2 separate regions of the Mus musculus genome follow, and region 1 is linked to region 2. Evidence: chromatin contacts called from public promoter capture Hi-C data. All regions are on one chromosome and are shown on one strand. The core of a region is the stretch at or near the end of the contact, and the rest is flanking DNA. Distances in the headings are between cores, read along the strand shown.

Region 1 (4,165 bases), core at 778-3,277, 1.2 Mb after region 2:
AAGAGGAAAGCAAGGTCATTGCCCTGGGGAGCAATGTGACCTGAGTCAACATAGCTTATCTCAGAAATATTTTTCTAAAAGGCTGAAAATGAAGCTGTCCTAGAATAAACATGTCTTCCCATGGAGAAATCACTGTACACAAAAAAGTTTAGTTAAGAAAAATGTCTTTAATGACAGGATGCATGCAGTGCTGGCTAATGTTCAAAGAGGAGGCAGCAGAGAAGAGATTTTACATTCCACATTTGCTGTCACCCTTAAGTGTCTTTTAGGTTCAGGCCTCAGGTTATGTTTTGAACAATTTAAATATGGACTGGAGTCTGCAAGTCTAGCCACTTAAATGGGAGATTTACACAGCAAAGATACTAACATAAATATTTAAGTATACCAGGATTTCTCTGTGTAGCCCTGGCTGTCCTGGAACTCACTCTGTAGACCAGGCTGGCCTCACACTCAGAAATTCGCCTGCCTCTGCCTCCCAAGTGCTGGGATTAAAGGTGTGCACCACCACTGACCGACCAGCAGATTATTCTTGAGTAACAAGGTTCTAAGTGGAAGATCCCTGAGGATGAAAAGGATAGGAAAAGTAGAAGGTAGAAAGTATAAAAGCTAGGTATGGGAGGTCTCACACAAACTATGTCTTATGCTAAGTAAGCTTCTTAAGAATAGCATCTTGTATACTACTAACAAGGGAAATGGAAAAAAATGGTAGACTTCTATGAAATCAGCAGCAACTATCATACAATGGGACAAACTCAGAAGGTGTCTAATAAACAGCGGTCCAAAGCAGGACACAGGGTATCTCAAGAACATTACTGACAGTGGATTTAGGACTGATAGCCACAGTCCCATGTGGTAGGAAGAGTTGGTTCAGGATGTGAAGCAACCCCTCCCAGAGCCCCAGACCACTAACAGTTCTCACAAGCATATCCCTTGCTTTAGAGGAGCTCTATTTTATTCTCAATTCATCAGGTCCTTAGGAAAAACTCTCCAGGTCCAGGCCTCAGTCTGCTACTGGCTCTGAAAAGCATGTTCCTGGGTTTCCTTCTCCATATCTGAGGGCCTCATGGAAAGCCTTGCTTGATTAAGCTAGCCCTTGACACAACAATGTTTTTTGTTTTCAAATGGTTGTCACCTGGTGTAGTCTTGCCTGTGTGGCAGAACTATGGTTTTCTCAAGAAGAAAACTGGGTCTTTATGGCACACCAGGCTTTAATGTTGGTTGTGACCATGTAATGCCTCCTTGAGCAGTTTGCTAAAGGCCTGCTCTTTTATATGAGGATGGGCTTAGTGGCTAGTTGTAAATAAGAGGTGTCTTCTTTGCTATGGTCTAGAGCCAAATTTCTGGATAATCTTCGTGAATAAACATGTGTATCCTAGTATCCTAATCTCTAACAGGTCTGGTTAGCACACTACTTATCTGTGGAGTGTTTATAGCAGTTCTCCCTGAAGTAAATTCTACTATCTCCTAAGCATTGGTAGATCCTTTACATCATCAATTCTACTCTTCTACATCTCAGCTTAATATTGGATTGCTACCCAATGCATGAGATGCCTTTTACAACCTCCACAAACTTAAGTCCAAATGGATCTTACATCTAAATATTAAATGTAGAAGACAAAAGGGAAACTAGGGCTCTCCGAGTTTGGCATCCTGCCAAGGATGTTTCTACACACAAGTCCCAACTCTAAAAGTTTTGCCCAGTCACAGCTCCCATAGTGAAGTTATTCAGTGGCTACCGCCGGATCCAGGGAATGACTATGACCACAAGGGACCTGACAGGTAGCCGCATCTGGCTGACACTTCCCACCTAGCCCCAGGGAAGACCCACCACAACAGCTCCCGAGGCTCAGCAGCCTGCTCTTCCCCATTGTGGGCAGTGACCCTGTGCTCACCATGTCGCGACTTCAGAGCGTCCCTCACAGTACCCAGTAGCAGAGTTCAGAGTACATCACACAGAAACCTTCAAGACTGCTCAGTCTCAGAGCGGAACTTGCTGCTCGACACCCGGATGAATCCTCCTCCTTTTCTGACTGGCAGGTCCATCTGAAGCCTCTGATTGGCCAGTGAGTCTTGTGTGACTTGAGCACCTCCCTTAGGGTAAGAGCGTGCTGACGTACACAACTTAGAAGTTCCCGGTTCAGGCTTCCAGTCCAGGGCAAAAGGTTTTCCAGATGTGCAGAGATGTACATTTCAGTAGCACTTGTGCCTGTCCTCCAATATCCTACCTGTCTGTCTTCCCACCCAGCCCCGCGGGAGGAACCACCACTCCAGTTTCCGCTGCTCAGCCACCTGCTCCTCCCTTTGTGGCAATAGATCCTGCACTCACTACCTTGCCACTTCAGCCCTTGCTTGAACTCCCCTCAGTACTCCGGAGGCACTTCCTTCTTCCTCCTGGAATAGCCTTTACATAGCCCATTACTCAACTTGCAGTAGAGTTTTCAATCTGGTCCTCAAGTGGAAGGATGCCCAGGGTATTAACAATTAAAGAGAGATTTTAGGAAATAAGATAATAAGATGTTTAGGTAAACTGCAGCAGCTATTTTTCACCTGGTAAGTATGAGACAACGCTGGGGGACAAAAGCAAGAAATAGATGACAAACACTATGGAGCACTATTGTTAGCCAGCACATCTTCCTCCTTGGGAAGGTGGAAAAAAACTGACTGATAGTTACCTGACCCTCGGGAAAGTCCCAGGTAGAGTTCAAATACCTGTCATGCTTGCTAGCCAATAGGTTTAAAGGTCAATATGCTTAGCCAATAAGGTTGAGGTATAATCTTGCTGGTGTAACCTGTGCTCCTAAAAAGTATAAAAACTGTAATGGCCATTTGGGGTCGCCTTCTTATTAACTCGTCTCAATGCTCTGGAAAATAAACCTCTTGCTTTTGCATGGGGTGGTTTGGGTGGGAAAGAAGTCCTCTTTGAAGATGAGCTCCACTTGTATAAGGTTGATAATAAAAACAAAATAAAAAAGCTCAACAAGAAGAAGAGAAAAACCCAGCATGTTGTTTTCTGACATTTCCTGTACTTCAATTCTCCTAGAAAGAGTGGGGCCAAAAACTTTCTGAATCACGTTGGGCTGTACTTAAGGACAATAACGCATTCACACACTTTTCTCCCATTTAATTTATCCTAGACATTGTATTCCAGCAAACCTTCAGAGGGCAGTGGGGAAATTCCTTTCACCCCTATCATATTCTACCCTGCCCTGCTGCACATCAGCTCAGTGGCTTACCAATGGCAAAGTTTTAGTGCAGTTTAAAAAAAAAAAAAAGTTCAGGGGTACAGTGTTTCTGAACAAAAAGAACTGCACTAAGTCCATTATAAGACACAAAATAGCTTTGAGAATAGGTTTGATAATTTTTTATAAAGAAAAAAATTTAAGATTTATTTATTTATTTATTTATTAATGCACATTTAGTACACTGTAGTTGTCTTCAGACACACCAGAAGAGGGCATTGGATCCCATTACAGATGGTTGTAATCCACCATGTAGTTTCTGGGAATTGAACTCAGGACCACTGGAAGGGAAGTCAGTGCTCCTAACCTCTGACCCATTTCTCTAGCCCTCAATAATGTTTCTTAATGAATCCATCCTATAATTACAGGGTAAATCAACACTTGCTTTCAAAACTTAAACAGTTGTGAAGCCATTTAATAACAACTAATATTTCATTCACAGTTTGTCAAGCTTCTTGTGCATGTCTCATGCTGCCATGTTTAAAAGAAGAAAAGATGCCTTTACTTCCATGAAAGTTGTAGTAAATACATTTTTTGAACCGAAGTTCTAGTGATGTCTGTATTCATCAGACTTCAAGACAAGGGAAAAAGAGACCCATACTTTTCAAATTCTTTTTAATATTACAACTAAGAGCTTTAGTTTAGAAATGTTAACATATTCCAAGAAAAGATTCCGATGAGCTTCAGTGAGTGTCCCCTAAGAAATGGGTACCTCATTAAAGTCATAGGCTCATGGATTTATGTCAGCATTTTATGGTACCTGTCTGCATAAAATATATTCTAGTGATAAAATGTATGTCATTATCAGGTAAGTATTTGCAACTGAGTCATGTTTTGGCTGTAAAGTAAGCAAAAGAATTAAGAATCCTGAGGTAAAGCTGGGTGTGGTGGCGCACGCCTTTAATCCCATCCCAGCACTAGGGAGG
Region 2 (4,275 bases), core at 495-2,994:
AAAAATAGTGCTCTAAAGGGTAGGTAGATGAACATGCATCAGGACTGGGTTTTGTTCTTTTTTTTTTTTAAGCTACTTGGGAAAAGTGCAGTCCTCTGATGAGTTCCCTCAGCCCTCTTTTCACAAACTCCAGCCATCTCAATGAGCCTTCAGGCCCATTACAAGCTCTGCGTGTAAGGTAAGCGTGTACAAGCATGTAAGCTAAAAGCAGGACAGCAGACCTACCTTTCCAAAGATGCTACTTGTTTCAACTTAGCACATAACATCCTAGTGTTGATTTGAATTTTGATTTCTTAAATTAAGTATATCTAACTTAGGCTAGAAAGTTCAATTTCAAAAGCCATGTTTTCATCGAAGAAGTCATTAAATCACTGCATCACAAGACTGTAATCACTGTCTCTGATCTTACACAACAGCTTTGCTGAACTAATTCTTCAGTAAACAATAGCTCCACTATACTGTAAATTCAAAGGGAAAATGTCAGTGGGCTCAAGACTGAAGATGTCTGTGCAGACTTCCAAAACTTTTGTTCTTTTAACAACTTTCTACCCTATCAAGAAGTACTGACCCTGAAAACTGGTGGAGCAAAAATAAGGCCAACTGTTTCCAATGCTGAAATAAAGAGTTCTAAACCTAGTAACTTATCTTTTGACACCCTTTACTAGTAATTTATTTTTTTAACAGTGCTCAACAAACATAGACCTAATGGTACGCATATATTTAATTTTCTGGTTTTCTAGTTCATGCTCTAGGCCTCTTATAAAAAGTATTAAAACCCAGTGCAAAATATTCCACTAAGAGCTCTTAACCTCACACAGAAATGAGAAAAAAAAATGGTTTACTAATCACTCCATTAAAAAAAAAATCAGAGTAAAGGCTATTTCCCTTCAAAGTCATGCAAAGAGAAGTGCTTAATACTGGATCCTATTTCAATCCCAAAGACCAATGCCTCAAATATACTATGTTCAAGAACAGTAAATCCATATATCTTTAAGTACCCAAAATTCAAAATAAATTATATAACTTACTCTGTTTTCCTTCTTTGTTTGTCCTCAAAGATGTCATTGAGATTGATTGCCACCTGCCCTAAAAACTTATCCAGTCCCACCAGGGACCTGTGCATCACTATAAGAAAAAGAATGTATTTCTCCGGACTACCCTGCATGAGCAACCCAGGCAGCTCAAAGGAGGCCTCCTCCTTCCAGACCGGCTCCAGGGTTTTCTCTGCTACAGATGTAGAATACTTCTCTTTGCCCAACTGAATTATGGTGTATGTGTCATTGGTACCACTTTTGCCTTTTGGCTTCAGATCTTTAGCTTGGAGCACTGTGACCTGCACGTGGGTTGGAAACCACTTTTGGGCTTGCTCAGACAGCATCATTCTGGGTTTTTTGTTTTGTTTTGTTTTTCGGTTTTGTTTTTTGTTGTTGTTGTTTTGTTTTCTCTGCGCAGAGTTCAGAAGCGCAGGCAGAGCCCCTCCCGCGGGGAGAGCCCCGTACCCTGATCACTGCATCCTTAAGAGCACTTCAGTGAGCTGGGCAGTCAGGGCTGCCGCGAGGTCCCTAAGGGCTGCTGTCAGGAGGACCGGTAGGGAGGCCGCCGCCGCTGCTGGGGTCCCTTTCTTCCGTAGAAGCACAGGGGCCCACATCACCTCCGCGCCTTCCGGGCCTCCGCGCGCAGCCCCGCGCCCCGCTTCGCCGCTATCCTGAAACCTGCGCCCCTAGGGCCCGGCCTCCGCCCCGCGCGGCCCGGCTCCTCCTCCGACCCGGCTGATACGAACCGTCGACGGCCGTGGGGCCTGGCTCCCTCCGCCCGCCCGCGCGGCCTCGCCTCGGCTCCTCCCCCCCAAGAGTGGCGCAGGCCTGGGCGAGCGGGGCGGAAGCGGCCGACCTGGACCGGTGTCGGAGGGACGCGGAGCGCGGGTGGCAAACCGAGGCCGGGCGGTGTCACCGGGTGAGGCCTGGCCAGCAACCCGCGGCTCCTAGCGCCCGGCGCGCGGCGGCCGCGCCACTTCCGGGTTGGCCGTCTCCATGTTGAGTGGGGCTGCGCGAGGGGCGGGGCCGGGCGGGGTTGGGGGTCAGCGCCTCCCTGGTTGCCTTGACGACGGGGCGCGCGGTGCGGGACGCGGAGGCTGGGATGCGCGCGCTGGACGGTGGGTGCTGAGGTTCCAACCTGTCGGTTGCAGCGGGCTGGGGAACTGTGAGCCCGCAGAGGCCGACAAGGGGTTCTGGGAGGCGGCACTGGGCCCTATACACCGCCCGCTATTGGGAGAGAACCGGTTTCCATCTTGGAAGGCAGAAATCTGTTCCAGCTGTGTGTTCAGTCCTAGCTGGGCGCTGGTGTCCTTTAATGGTGGTAGTTCTTCTTGAGTGACAGTTCAGACTTCGTCCAACCGTTCTCCATCGTCTTGAAGAGGAAACCTTCAACTGACTAAAGGGACCTCCTCCTGAGCACAGACCAAAAGCAAAGGATGCAGATAGATTCCAAAGCTTAATAAAGATTCTCTTGCTTAATAAAGATTCCCTTGCTTAATAAAGATCATAGACGCTTTGGGATGGCGTCAGAAGACCAGGCCCCCATGCCTGCCACCATAATTCTACGGAACTATTTAGTCTTTTTTCCCCCTTTCTAAGTTGTGTGTATGGCGTCCAAGTCAAAAGCATTCCCTGAGCGCTCACTGTCAAGTCCTCCAGGAATCCAAACCCCAACTTCATGGCCAGAGAGGACAGGAGTACTGTCTCTGCTTTTCAGTCTCAGGAGATGCATACTACCTCTGTTGACTTTATTTCTGTCCATGTCTGCCTAGGAAAATTCTGAAGCTCTTTGGACTGCACTTCCTGGCAGCACATCCAACCTGCGGCCAACAATAGCTATGAATGAGGCCAAACCCAACCTTAAATGCTATGAGAGTATTTAACTGCATTGTGCTTTTCTTCAGGGAGAACTTTGCAGACAGACAACAGCTCTCCAAGCAATGTCAAAAGATTAGACATCCCTGAAGGACTTTAGAGAACTAAGCATTAAACAGACATGCTAACCAATCTGTTGACTGACTAAATGCTTTTCTCCCTTTATGGGACTAATTTTGAGAATAAATATGATAGATAGGAATGTGCTTTATCCAACTTAAAATGGTCATAAACTGTAAGGTATTGGGTTTATTATTATCGGGCAAGTTTTAGAACTTCTGTTATACAAGCTGAGTTTCCATCCCGGGGAGAGCTGAGTTTCCATCCCGGGGAGACAGTGTTTGAAAAGGCCATGTGTGCAAAGCAGAACAAAATCATCTCACTGTGCACATAGCATCTGGATCCCAGAGCGGGCAGTTGTCAACTCTAAAGAAAAAATATTTTCAGGGATTTGTAAAGAGTACATTGGAGCAGTCAGTGGTGGAATTTCACCAGCATCTCTAGAGAGAAATAATATGACACCTGAAACTTGTAGAGAAACAAAATAAGTGTTTTGACATCCAATTTAAGCCTAGTTTTATAAACTGCATTTCAAAGGTTTCACATTTCTATTAGAGGTTGTAATTAAACAATAGGCAATTATAATAATGGATTGTGTTTTTAAAGCACTTACAGTGTTTGCTAAGCTTTATTAATGGTTATAAACTTGTTTACAAGTATCATTCCCCTCATTGTTGAAATGCAGCCATTTCTAGGGTGGAAGTTGGCTACAGCAGTCCACAGCAACGCAATAACAGGCTCCAACACAATGCAGAAAATGCTCTAAATTCAAGCACTGACAATTGATATTGTCCTCTCTTTTATCACACCTACATTTGAGTTTTTTCAAAACTTAGCTAGAGCCAAAATTGTTTAATATTGCTGAGTAGCAAGATAGGAATTCGTGACATAATAGTTTTAAGTCTGAATAAGAAAATAGCATCTTTTTGCTCATGGGAACCAAATGAACACACAAACCATAAGAGCCAAAGAAAGTCTAGAATTGCATTATAAAAAAGAAGCAATTTCCTAGAGTGATTCCTTTTTATTGCATCACTACATTCAGAATATAAAAGCATGTCGGCTAAGCCAAGAATATGATTGGCTCATATGAAAAAATAATATTTATATAAGACCTGAGATCAAAGTGCTCTACTAAAGTGTTCAGGTTTTTGTAAGTTTTAAAAATGATTTTTACCACTTTTAAAGTGTATGTGTAGTTATTTTTAAAGTTGGGAAGATCATATGAGTGAATACAGAAAACCCCAAAATGGAAGACAGCTACTTATTTTTAAATTTCTTTTTCTTTTTTGTTATTAGTAATGAT

Evidence for each region. Promoter capture Hi-C pulls out the DNA fragments that hold promoters and counts their contacts.
Region 1: a contact with region 2 is called in a promoter capture Hi-C map of hematopoietic stem and progenitor cells, with 4 times the contacts expected there. The contact joins the promoter of Zfp950 here to the promoter of Rab11fip2 in region 2. A contact is called at or near these places in 2 of 39 promoter capture datasets (hematopoietic stem and progenitor cells and pre-B cells).

What each region holds. Positions count from the first base shown.
Region 1 is chr19:61,138,813-61,142,977 of GRCm38.p6, forward strand. It overlaps Zfp950 (zinc finger protein 950), which reads right to left and starts at 2,028. Exons shown (of 3, transcript NM_001001737.2): 1 at 1,893-2,028. The coding sequence starts at 1,895.
Region 2 is chr19:59,941,620-59,945,894 of GRCm38.p6, forward strand. Rab11fip2 (RAB11 family interacting protein 2 (class I)) reads right to left here and starts at 1,745. Exons shown (of 6, transcript NM_001033172.3): 1 at 1,029-1,745. The coding sequence starts at 1,381.